3 separate regions of the Mus musculus genome follow, and all the other regions are linked to region 3. The links are chromatin contacts, called in public HiChIP or PLAC-seq maps. All regions are on one chromosome and are shown on one strand. The core of a region is the stretch at or near the end of the contact, and the rest is flanking DNA. Distances in the headings are between cores, read along the strand shown. Region 1 overlaps Pecam1 (platelet/endothelial cell adhesion molecule 1). Region 2 overlaps Tex2 (testis expressed gene 2). Region 3 overlaps Tex2 (testis expressed gene 2).

The links. HiChIP or PLAC-seq counts read pairs in DNA pulled down with a chosen protein or histone mark.
Region 1: a contact with region 3 is called in an HNF4G HiChIP or PLAC-seq map of pancreatic cancer cells. The contact joins two enhancer-like sites. A contact is called at or near these places in 1 of 484 Hi-C or Micro-C datasets (the N1E-115 cell line), 2 of 115 datasets of contacts at active chromatin or transcription factors (embryonic stem cells and pancreatic cancer cells) and 3 of 9 other capture datasets (adipose tissue, liver and pancreatic islet).
Region 2: a contact with region 3 is called in an H3K27ac HiChIP or PLAC-seq map of hepatocytes, with 2.5 times the contacts expected there. The contact joins two enhancer-like sites. A contact is called at or near these places in 1 of 39 promoter capture datasets (liver), 17 of 484 Hi-C or Micro-C datasets (B cells, CD4 T cells, CD8 T cells and 10 more), 12 of 115 datasets of contacts at active chromatin or transcription factors (CD8 T cells, the HPC-7 cell line, the SCID.adh cell line and 8 more) and 3 of 9 other capture datasets (adipose tissue, liver and pancreatic islet).

Annotation. Positions count from the first base shown.
Region 1 is chr11:106,673,507-106,677,512 of GRCm38.p6, reverse strand. All of the region lies in intron 13 of Pecam1 (platelet/endothelial cell adhesion molecule 1), which reads left to right. Among named protein-coding and RNA genes, the nearest start is that of Pecam1, 40 kb to the left of the region's middle. Within about 2 kb of position 2,677, at least 286 of the 459 cell types and tissues checked have an H3K27ac peak or open chromatin away from gene starts, as enhancers often do. A contact at or near this core is called in adipose tissue, liver, pancreatic cancer cells and 1 more, where this site is marked.
Region 2 is chr11:106,512,876-106,516,969 of GRCm38.p6, reverse strand. It overlaps Tex2 (testis expressed gene 2), which reads left to right. Exons shown (of 12, transcript NM_198292.3): 9 at 3,258-3,383. Among named protein-coding and RNA genes, the nearest start is that of Gm22711, 14 kb to the right of the region's middle. Within about 2 kb of position 1,764, at least 67 of the 459 cell types and tissues checked have an H3K27ac peak or open chromatin away from gene starts, as enhancers often do. A contact at or near this core is called in hepatocytes, liver and rod photoreceptor, where this site is marked.
Region 3 is chr11:106,587,495-106,591,889 of GRCm38.p6, reverse strand. All of the region lies in intron 1 of Tex2 (testis expressed gene 2), which reads left to right. Among named protein-coding and RNA genes, the nearest start is that of Tex2, 23 kb to the left of the region's middle. Within about 2 kb of position 2,914, at least 93 of the 459 cell types and tissues checked have an H3K27ac peak or open chromatin away from gene starts, as enhancers often do. A contact at or near this core is called in adipose tissue, hepatocytes, liver and 3 more, where this site is marked.

The sequences.
Region 1 (4,006 bases), core at 1,428-3,927, 86 kb before region 3:
TTAAGGGTGGGGCTGGTTAGAAAGACACAGGGAATGGAAAGGGTAGTTTTGGCAGGTCACAGCTAGCTAGCTCATTTAGTTTGGTCTGAAAGGGTTGCTGGGTGTGTGGTGCGTACCCACACTCAATCCCAAAGCATGGCTGTGTGACACAGGAGGACCAAGAGTTCAAGGCCATCCTGAGATACATGAGACCCTGTCTCAAAAGCATCAGAAAGGAGGCTCATGTGTCTGCAGAGACAGAAAGGATGGAGTTAGGAGGACAGGGTGATGCTGGAGCACATGGGGCCCCAAGGATTTCAGTCCTATTCTAAACGGATAAGGGAACATAAGGGAACATTTCTGGAGGCTTCAGGCTGGGCAATGGCTGGTTCTGAGCTCCTTCTTTAAAAAAAAATTCTTAGGGACTCTGGAGGAGTTCAGTGGATAGATAGGGAGGCCTTATCTTGTCAGTGTAAGGACTGGAGTGTGGGTCTCAAGAACCCACATAAATACTGAGTGAGTGTGATGGCCCTCCTGTAATTCCAGTATTCCTCAAAAAACAGACAGGGGCTTCCCAGGGCAAGCTGGCTAGCTAGACCAGCCATGTCCACATTCAGCCTCCATGAATATGGTGAAGAACTGTTGTTTGTATTGATACTAGATTTTTTTTTCCATACACTATATTCAGTTTTGTTTTGTTTTGGAGACAGGGTTTCTCTGTATAGCCCTGGCTGTCCTGGAATTCACTCTGTAGACCAGGCTGGCCTGGAACTCAGAAATCTGCCTGCCTCTGCCTCCCGAGTACTGGGATTAAAGGCGTGTGCCACCACCACCCGGCCATTCTCTCTCTCTCTCTCTCTCTCTCTCTCTCTCTCTCTCTTACTCTCTCTCTCTCTCTCTCTCATTAGAAAAAAAACAGGCATCCGTAAAAAATGAGGTAAAACACAATACAATAATGAACAAACCAGAATAGAGGAAATCAAAGAAAAGCTAAGGAATACACACACACACAGACACACAACCACACACACATACACGCAATCACACACACATGCATACATGCACACACAGAAGTCCCATAGAGTCACAAATCTGGGGAACTATTGAGAAAGATTCCCAGTCTTTCTCAGACCTCCATACATGTTAGTCCTCCCAAGACATACAACCACTGCACACATACCATACATACATACATACATACATACATACATACATACATACATATATACATACAAAAGCAAACTCAGGACCATCAAGGAAGTGGCCTGAAGAAGAACAAGACAGATGTGCTATCACTGTGCAAGAGATAGTGGGTGCCAGAAATGGATGGTGTCTAGGTGCACATCTGAGATCCATCACAGCTCGTGGCCAGGATTGGGGAGCCAGAGTCCCTATATTTCTTGCTGGAGTAGCTGCATGGACGGCTGTGGTGTTTGAGGATAAGATCCGGTTTGACTGGGTTAAGTCTAAGATGCCGGTGAGACACCCTAGAGTAGGAAGCTCAGGGGTCTGGAGCTCAGAGGCAAGCCAGGACAGATGAAACTGTAGAGTGATCAGTATCAGCTGTCACTGGTCCAGCCTGGGCTTCGACTGCATCCTGGGCTTGCCAACCCAGGTAACATCTTTCTTCTTCCTAGAGGTAAGGGAAGGTGCTAGCTTAAGGGTTGAATGGCAAGATCAGAGCCGGCTACACCATCCTTTCTGTTCTGGACTGCTGCATTCTACCGTGGTGGGGGAACACTGACAGCTCCAGGCACAGGGGACCAAATCCCTGCTCTCTTGTCTGTACAGAACATCCTCAAGTTGCCTGTCACCCCGGGCTCGGATACCAGGCTGAATCCATCCTCCCACAGTGGTCCAGGCCCAGGTCTGGGCAGGCAGCAGCCTGAGGGTTGTGCATGATACTTGTGTGGGAGCGCGTGCCTGTGCGCTGGGAGTTCCGAAAGCTGAAGAGGGAAGAAGGAAGCATCACTGGCCCTGGGAAAGGCTCCATTTCCCTTTTGTTGGGAGAGTGTCCTTGTATCTGGTGTTCTTTTGCTTTCTTGAGAGTGTGGAAGGATTGAATAGAGGAAGTGTGGCAGTTCCTAGAATAGGGTGGGACCGTGGCAATTGCCTCTGGCTTCCCTCGATAGATTCTGCAGCCGTCCCTTGCAGCCAAGCTATCAGTTACATTTCCCAGCTTGCACTAGTTGCCCAGTCAGGGCTCTGGGGAAGATTCTAGAACAAAGGTCGTTTGGGTGGCAAGGGGAACTTAAGAGGATACAAATTGTGTTTCCTCCTTGTTGAAGAAGGACAGTGAGGAACTCAGGTCTGGACCACTGGTGCTGGCCCCTTGTTCTCCCCCAAGCAGGGACAAGGGCATTGATTGCTAGGTGAAGAAAGAAGGGCTTTGTGGGTTCAAGGTCAATGATGACTAAATATGAGCTAGTGCCTGCCAGCCTGGTCCCCTGTTCTCAAGGTCTCTCATCCTACACAATTGGAGGAGGCTATGGGGACCGGGTCCAGATCTAACCCTGGCTGGCAGCTCACCAAGTGGTCACTGCGGATGGAGGAGGACGGGAAGGAACTCATTAAATCCCGATTTGCTGTCTGTTTGCTCCGAGGCTAATTGCTGGGAAAACCCCATGACGTTGGAGCCGTCTCTTTCTCTGTTAGCACAGAGAAAAACAGAAACCAAAATAGAGACCCATCAGGAAACGCCTCTGACAAGCAGAGACAAACAGCTCCTGGCCTGGGCTAGTCTTTAGCAGGCAGCTGCTGCCAAGGAGACATGAGAGGGGGAAGGGCAGTGAGCAGCTGCACCCTGCTCCTCCCCTACCCCCGCCCCCACCCCCTCTTACTGAGCTGGGCAAAACCAGGGGCAAGCATAGACCATGCAGCTCAGTCTAGAAGTGGAAAGCATCCCTTCCTGACTTGAGGTAGGCACAGCCTGAAGCCGCTGAGGTCCAGAGAATATCAAACTGTTGCCAAGGAGACCAGAGAGGTACCTGGAACAGTGGAGTTCACAAGATGTCCAGGCTAACCCCACCCATGTTTGGCTGCCCAGCCCACCCAGCCCTCACCTCACCCTCATCCCAATTCATGTCCCTTCTATCCTAGCTCCTTGTTAGGCTAGGGCAGAGGAAGGTCTAGACTTGCTTCTTATGGACGACATCTTATAGCAGTTATCACGCAGTTATTTTTAGCTGTGTGTGTGTGTGTGTGTGTGTGTGTGTGTGTTGTGTGTTAGGATACACCTGTCTCTGAGTACATGCAGAAGTCATGGACTCTAATTTATGTCAGGTGTCTAATTTATGCTCAGTCTCCCACTACCTTATTCTTTTGAGACAGTCTCCTGCTGATCCTGGATCTAGGCTGGCAGCCAGCCAACCCTAGCAGTCAGCCCTCTTACCTCTGCCCCTAACAATTGCTGGGGTTATAGGTGCCTACAGCTATGCCCCAGATTGTCTGGGATTTGGGTTCAGGATTCCAGCTCAGGTTCTTACGTTTGTGCAGCAAGTGCTCTTACCCACTGAGCCATCTCCCAGCCCTGTGGTATTTGTTTGTTTATTTGTTTGCTTGCACTGGGGCTTGAACCCAGAGCCTTGCACATGCTGAGCTGGTACTGTATCACTGAACCACATCTTCAGCTCATTAACATTCTTGGCACATCTGTCTTCCCTGAAGCCTAGAGCACCTGAAAGCTAGAACCGGATCTACATTTTCTTCTTTAGTGGTTGAGGTCACATAGGAGATGTGTACAGTCGTTAAATGGATCTCTTGGTGTGTAGAAGGCGTCTTGGAGACGCCTGGAGTTTCAGTCTCTGCTTGCATGGGATCCTGTTGTTTCTCAATAGTTCTCTTAGGCAGATGTCTTTACACTGGGGAACTGGGATCTCAGCTACTTTACTGACCTCCAACTCCTGCCTTGGGAAGTGACTTTAATTCCTTCTGCAACGCCTTCATCATTCTGGGTGCCCCAAGTTCTGCTGTGATGATGTGGACCACTCCTGGCCTTTCTCTGTCATACAGGATTTATACAGCCACC
Region 2 (4,094 bases), core at 515-3,014, 74 kb after region 3:
ATACTAGCTCGTCCCTCAGGGGGAAGAGATGCCTCTGCATGGGCCCGCTGAGACACCTCTTTCCCCCATACCTCGCCACACTCCCATAGAACATATCTTATACTTCTCTATCTTTTTATAAACACATCAAAAGGCCTTTAAATAAGTCAGAAGGAATGCATCCTACATGACCGATCCTTTAAATGGATAGTGGGGTGGTTCTGCAATGTACTCAGTGCAGCTTGGGCCAGTGTGTAGTTTTCTCCCCCTTACCTAGGCTTCTGATCTTCCCAGGAGCCAAGTATACCATGTATACCATGACTAGGTCTTGTCCTGGTTGTGTGTGTCTAAATGCATATGCAGCTAAGAATACATGAGGCTGGTTTCTTTTTTTGTTTTTGTTTGGTTTTTTTGTTGTTGTTGTTTCGAGACAGGGTTTCTCTGTATAGCCCTGGCTGTCCTGGAGCTCACTTTGTAGACCAGGCTGGCCTCGAACTCAGAAATCCGCCTGCCTCTGCCTCCGGAGTGCTGTGATTAAAGACGTGCGCCACCTCACCCGACTCTGGTTTCTTTTTAGTAAAAGAAAGTGAATGCCTTCTGCGGCGAGTGAGGGCCCCACCCAGGGCTGTTGAGTATGTTTATTTACTCCTCACTGAAAGGCTTTTTACAGTAGCCTCTGGCATCTGTGTCATTCTTTTAACTACTCCAAAGCGATAGCAGTCAGCCTGCTTTACTGGTAGTCTAAGAAACTGCTGGAATGGGGCTGGAGAGCTAGCTCAACCATTCTTCCAAAGGACTAGAGTTCAAATCCCAGCACCCACACAGAAGCTCACAACCATTTGTAACTCCAGTTCCAAGGCCCTCTGTTGTCTTCTGGCCTCAGTAGGCACTGCACATGCATATAACACAGACCTGTGTCCAGGCAAAAAGAGAGAGCCAGACACACAGATAGGCTGACTGACTGCTGGAAGTTGCCAGAAGTGATAATGATTATTTGAACAAGAAATAAAACATTTGAGCCAGGCATGGTAGTTCATGCTGGCAATCCCAACTCTTGAGACCCTGAGGATGAGACTTAGCCGGAGTCTGAAGCCAGCATAGGCTACATAGTGAGTTCCAGGCCAGCCTGGACTACAAAGTGAGACCTCATCTCAAGAAAGAAATTTTTAAAAAGCCCAAGACAGACCATGATAAAATAATTTACTTTCTCTTGTGTCTGACTCTAGGCACATTTCTCAAGTGGTTTTTACCAGAGGCCGCGTAACTGGAATGAGCCTGTTTAGTGGCTCTCTGAGAGGATAGAACACTGAGTTGTGTTTAGAGCCAGTACTCACCTCCTACACATTTGTTCTGAGCACGTATACTGTGTCCCTAAAGTTCTTGTTGACGTCATAAGGTCGAGGGCATAACATGCACATTTAGTTGTAAAAACTGTGTCTGAGCCAAACATTAGTCACACAGTGGTCCTAGGTTCCACGAAACACGACTCCTATTTTGGATGATAGAAATGCATTTAGTCAAGATCGGACTCCACATCATCTGGTAGCCTAGGCAACAGTATCCGAATCACTCTCTTGAGGCTGCGGAGTGCAGCTTGGCCTCTGTCCTGCAGAGGATTCATTCATTCCGGGCCCTCAGAGCTCAGTGCAGAGCTCAGCTCACTGGTGGGGACATGAGGGTCCACGGCTCAGCAGATCTCACTGTGATCTCAGACGCTTTGTGCTGTGTATGGATGAGGGCCTGCCCCGTGCTAGGCTGTGTGTTAAGCCAGCTTCCACACCTGGCCGCATGAGGCTTGAAGGCTGGCAACACAGCTGTTTGGTGCAGATATGGGTCGGTTGTGTAATCTCTGACAGTTTACATTTCTGATTCTCCTTATCTTAAAAACCCAGTTCAGAGTTTTTTTGAGAATTGAATTTTCTGTATAGATTTGAAACCCAAGAGATCTGTGAGGGTGGCCTTCCCACAGGCTCTCCTAGGCAGTTCTGAACATAAAGGGCACATCACAGAAGCATTCTAAACTAACCTGGCCTGTTGGGGGAACAGGAAGCAGATATTTCAGATGAGGAGGGGCTTCTCAAAGGGACATCCCCTTCAACATTGAAGTCCAGCATGTGGGTGCAGCTCTGGCTCCATTTCAGAGTCGGGGTGAGCCGGATTTCTGTGTCCTGCCTGGGAGGACATCAGTGGGATCTTCTTACAGCCTGCTCTGGTTTCAGGGTGAGAGGCTCAGCCTGGCCCTCTCATGCATCGGCTGTGTGCTCTGCCCTTGACCCCCATTAATCAGGAGACAGTTACCCCAGTGGATTTCTAGTGGCTTAAGGAGGTGTTGAGAACCTGAGGGCAGTGGCAACAGGGAGGCTGGGCCTAAGCTGCACGGTCTTTTCTGAGTACTTTGCCCTGGTCAGCAGTACAAGGCTGTGTTTAGTGATCATTTTGTTGCTCAATAGTGTTCAGAGGCAGCTCTGTCCTTTGTCCCTGGCATGCCTAGCTAAGTCCCTGAGCTATAGAGATGGGGCCCGGGTAGTAATCTCGTAAGCAGGCAGACACCTTTGCTAGGTCAGGAAGCCTCCGGTGCACCTCGCACCTCAGAAGGAAACCTTGATCCCACAGCTCTGCTGGGGACCCTCTGGAACCCTAAAGAGTTTAATGAAGAGCAGTGATCTATAAAGGGGCTAGAAAGCCTGGCCTCTAAAAGTACCTAAGATCTATGTCAGGTGTTTTTTTTTTTTTGTTTTTTTTTTTTTTTTGAGTCCCTTGAGACTTGGCATCTTGTGGCTTTGGGCTTTCTCTGTGACCCCATCCCCAGGAGATGGAGCAGACATGGTGTAATGTATCTAATCTTACCAGTTCAGTCAAAACTAATCTGAGGGGCGATTAAGCCATAGACAAGAGACTTGCCTGCACCCCTCATCCTTAGTAAGGCTGTCACATCACCAGCATTAAGCTGCCATCATAACTGCCGCTAACTGTCCATTCTTCCATTTACCCCACCACCACCACCGCGACCTGGCTCCTACATTTTATGTGACTCCATCCCACTCTACCACCTGTCTCTCTGGTGCATGCTCAAAAGCAAACTGTTCTGAGCTCAAGTCCTCTGCAATCCTGTCAGGGGACTTGGTGCTAGAATTTACTGTGTAAGCAGCCAATCCAAGAACTCTTGGATTCTCTTAGTGACATTGACAACATATGACAGAGGTTTCTTCTTGACCCTCTGTGTGTGTGCGAGCGCATTTGCACATTCGTGCACTGCCGGTGACTTCCTTTCTATGCAGTTGCAGGCCCAGGGCATACTGTCTGGCTGACAGTGATGAAGAATCCTCCAGTGCTGGCTCCTCTGAGGAAGATGACCCACCAGAACCCACTGCTGGAGACAAACAGCCGCTCCCCGGGGCTGAAGGGTGAGTGGATGGGGCTTCTGGAGGCTCTGGTGGTCAAGGGAGCAGCCAGGAGTCAGCCTGTCTTTCCCTTCCCCTCTCAGCTTCTTCCTGCACACTGAGTAAAACACCCTAAAGGGAAGACTTTGGCTTTGCCTTGCAGTGTGAGTAAATATAAGAGGCTTTGAAGGAAAGGCTTGTCTCCAGAAGTGCTGCCAGGTCTTCAGAGAGTGCAGACTGCATACCACCTCCCCCTGGTGGTCCAGAGAGAAAGGAACCCTGCACATCACAGCCTCATCTGCTCGCTGTTGCTCTCTATGGAGCTCAGATGCTTGGGTTATTTCTTTTGTGACTTTTGAGACTGTGGATGACCTAGCTGCTCTTCTGGATCGTGAACTTCCTCTGGGGGCTCTCTGGGTCTGTTCCTTTGGCAATGTAATGGTCAGAGTATATCTCATGCCTTTCTGTAAAGACCTCTACATTATTTAAAAGGAAATAAAGAAACCTAAGGTTTACAGCACCAGGTAATTCAGAAACTTATAAGTGAATAGCAGTCTGCTCTCTTCGAAATTGTACAGAAGGTGAGAAGAGAGCACAGATGTGTGCCCAGCCCAGTTGGTACCTCTTAGAACTATGGTTTAGGGTTAGAGATGCTGTTGGTTGTAGCATGCTCATCCAGCATGTGCACGGCTCTGGGTTCAACCCCAGGATTCAGCACACACACATGTATTTCTG
Region 3 (4,395 bases), core at 1,665-4,164:
CACTGTTCTTCTGTCATAGCCTCCCCACTACTTGGATTATAGATATAGATATTCATCTTCATTCCTGGCATGATGAACTATGAATCCTTCAAGGGATTAATTACTTTGTTGACATTAGAGCCCTCGTGACCTAGGTGCCTCTCCAGGCCACACCGCTTTGGGGGACTGATTCATAGTCAAGCCAGAGCAGGTACACTTTAAAGAGTATGGACAGGGCTGGTGAGATAGCTCAGTGGGTAAGAACACCCGACTGCTCTTCCGAAGGTCAGGAGTTCTCGGGCATACTAATAGACAGATGTGTTTAGAGCTGGAATCGACAGGTTGGTGGGCGTCAGTTTTCCTGTAATCCCCACAGCACCCTGTCGTTACTGTCCCTGTTTGCTCTCTGCCCCACACCAGCTCTCCTTCACAGACCAGGACACCATGCCCTCAGTTGTCTGGCCGGCATTGCATATGTAGGCTGGTGAGGGCAGATGGAGGGTTGATGCGGGGTTGCAGGTGGAGCGCACTCTCCACCGTCCGGCACCCCTCTGAGCAGCCTGAAGCCATGTGGCCCTAGTCTACCGTCTTGTACTCCAGCATCACTTCTTTCACTCTTGCCAAGTCTGAGCTAGGAAAGGGTGGGCAAGTGCCATTAGTTATCTCAGGCACCTAGAAAATGAATGGTAGGCTTGGAAACGTGTGTGCATGTACACACGTATGTCTGTCCATCTGTCCGTCCATCCATATCAAAGATGACGGATGGACTAGCTGAGTATGACGCCACTCAAGAGGAGGGCAGGAGGATTGCCACCAGTTTAAAGCCTGCCTAGGCTACAATAGTGAGTATGAGGTTTACCAGGGTCGTCTCAAACAAAAGAACACTACAACACAAGCATGGAGGGAGGACCTCTACTGCTGTGGCAAATGGGGTTTAAACGCTGTCTTCCATGTGCTGACGAGTTACTGTTTGTCCTTCATTGTCATGATCTCGTCACATACACACACATCCTATCACACCATCCCCACCCTCCCCTCCCCCACCACTCCATCCCTACCCTCTCACTCCCCTCGCACCCCCACTCTGTTTCTGGGCAGCTCAGAAGTGTGGTGTCTGTAAGGACTATACAGTGTTTCCTGTGAGCACACAGAGAATCCTTAGCAGACAGTTTGAGCTGTCAGCCTTCTCTGGCCTGGCAAGGACTTCACCTTGCAGTACTGTCTCTTGATGAGAGACTTTGTGAGTCTGGCTTAAAGATAAACTCAGCTTGGAAAATTGCTTTGTAAATTAAGGGAGTCAGTTTACGCCTGTTTCATCGGTTTGAGTTGGAAACATGCCGTAGGCGTTTGATAGAAAACAAACACTTGATTTCCTTTTCCAACTTGAGTTTATATTTTGATCTAAATTCTCTTAGTAATTATAAGTAAAACTTAAAGCTTTGGGGTAATGATCAGATGTTGAACAATCTCTTCAGAGGCTGGAGATGGCTTAGAAGTTAAGAGCAGAAGCTGCTCTTACAAAGTGCCGGAATTCAGTTCCCAGCACTCAAGCTGTGTGGCGCACACTGGTCTGTAACTGCCACTGCAGGGAACCTGATACCTCCTGGCCTCGGGATACTGCGCTCACGCATACATACATAATTTAAAATAAAACAAAAATCTTTAAAGAAATTATAGCAGAAAGGATTGAATTAATTAAAAAAATGTTCTTTAAAAATTATGATTATCTGTGTGGAGTGGTTCACATCTATAATCTTAGACCCTGGGAAAGCTGGAGCAAGGCATTGCCTTGAGTTTGCGGCCAGCCTGGGCTATAGGAGTTGAGACCCTATCTCCAAGGGAGGAGGAAGCCGCAAAAACCCGCCAAAGTTATCTTGAGGCTAAGACAATAACTAGTCAGTGCAAGCAAATAAGAAAGACTGTTCCCAGTAAGCAGGCCAGCAGGCGATGCCCCTGGCAGGGCCCGGTGTACACCTGGTCTTTAGCACCGCAGAGAGGGAGGGGTGCCCAGGCCTGTTAGGATTCTGTATCCACTCTGTGTGTGAGTACCGGCTGTGAAGCCTTAGGCCATTTCTCTGTCTGCCTTGGTTTCCTTGCTTAGGAGACAGGAGGCTTCGTTTCTATCTCATTGAGCCCTGGAGAGGGTTGTGTGTCCCAGAGTGTTGGGGATATAAATCGTCAGTGAAAGTTCTCTCATGCTGCTCATTTCAGAGAACAGTTATTTTTCTTCCTCCATTTCTAAGTTTCATGTTTGCTGGTGAGATTCAATTAGGAGGGTGCCAGAATTTTAAAGAATTTTATTATCAATAGCAGACAGAATTAACTTTATCTGGAGAGATATTTTGTGAAGTCAGACGCTAGCAGACATCTTCAGAATGCCCTCTCTTTCCCTCCCCTCCACCTCCCTTCCTGCATCTCCCCCACAACCATTTGCTCTCAAACACAGACACATGATGCTTGCACGTTGTCATTCGGACTTGTGAGAAACCGGGCACAGTTCAGCATGAGGTCTGGGCTCCTCTGTTAGTTTTGGGCTCCAGGCACCATTTTTCTGGCAATTATTCGTTCCTGAATCAGAACCTTGGGCATCCTGTGATAGCCACAAGGCCAGGTCACCAATAGTCTCAGTCTCTCGGATGTCTCAAACTGACCCTGCTGCATTCTTCTTAAACCTCACTGGGTCCCCTCTTACTATGGCTCCATCCTTCCAGCTTTTGATCCCAGGACCCAGGCTCCATCCATAAGAATAGCTTCTTTCACATCCAGCCCACCAGAGTGGCAACCCGTGTCTCCTGACTCAGATCTGTTTTGTCCATGTGGCTACACTAGCCCGGGCTGTCAGCACTTCTCACTGAAGTTTGTGAGGGCTGACTGAGCTCCCGAGCCTCTCAGTTCCACATGTGCATGCAGATTGTGTGCAATCTCAGGCGTCCCTCATTCCCTTCCAGTGACCAGGTCATCAGTGTGCTGTGTCATAGCACTTGGCCCCAGGGATGTCTTTGGATTCCCCATGGCTGTGGTCCAGCCTCAGGTCATTTCCTTTTCTCCCGTTGTGCCACCACGATCGGTGAGTCGTTCCTCTCTTCTAGGGTGTCAGCCCAGGACCCCATGGCTTAGGAAATCCTTCTGTGATTAATCTGCAAACCGATTTGACTCCCCGCTGGCTGTGTCCCCGCTGGCTGTGATTATCAGATCCTTGCCTCCTCCTAGCCCCCCTGAGGCCAGGCTGGGTGCTTTGTGAACTCTGAGGAGGTGTACAGATGGGTGTTTACCGTCTTGCCTCTGCTCTTGGGGCTGGAAAGATGTGATTGCCATTAGAGTGTTTCCCTAAACAGACTTGTAGCAGTGAGTAACTTGTGAAGTGAAGAAAGATAAACATGCTCAGTTAATTTCAAATACTTGTCTTATTGAATGATTCGGGAGAAATAAGTATTTGGTTTTAACTAGGTGTTACTTTTGAAATCAATTCCTGTTTGGTAGTGCCTTGAGCCATATAGACTGATCCATGGGATTGTTTGCATAGGGGTAAATCTTACACTCCCTTGGACGGTGTAAAAGGAAAGACTGAGTCATGAACAGAGCCACCAGGCAACATGGAGGCTCATAGAGGGCATGGCTAAACTGTCACCCACTTCCCTGAGGGCGGAAATATCTGTGAGCAGGGTGTGCTATTGTGGACGTTGCATGGTTGGTACATGCAACAGAACGCTTACTTACAGAAAAGCTGAGGCAGGAGGATTTTCATTTGAGGTCAGCTTAGGCTACCTGGTAAGACTGTCTCAAGCAAACATATACACAAATGTCTGCTTCTACGTATAGGTGCATCGATGAGCAGAGAGGGCAGGACAGATGGCTGGTGTCAAGGGAGAATGAGTGTCTTTTTGCTACTATCTGTGATTTCCTAAATGATAAGAAAACCTGCATGATGTCATGCCTATATCCTCAGCAGGTTGCTGTTTACCACAGACAGGTTCTTTAGAGCCGTGATAATAGACAGAGGTGTTGTAGCCTGCTCAGGGAATCAGTGCAGCTTTTGCCTGATCGATTCTGTATTCCCTTCCTCTTTTCCTCCCTTCTTCTCTCCCTTCCTTCCCTCTCTTTCCTCTTTGCTCCCCTCCGCCCCCTTTTTTATTTTTCTCCTTTGAGATTTATTTATATTTATGTGTATGAATGTTTGTTTGAATGCATGTATGTACACAATACTGCATGTTTGATGTCCGCAGAAGTCTGAAGAGGGCATTAGCTCTCCTGGAGCCGGGGTAACAGATGGTTGTGAGCGTCCGTGTAGGTAGATAGGGTAAAGTCTCTGTTTTCCCAGTAGTGGGCTTGGCTGTTAAGTGGCTGGCTCTCCTAAAACGCGGGGTGCCATGAAAGCCTCTCCACTCCTGATTGCCTCGTGGAGGGAAGCAGCAGAGA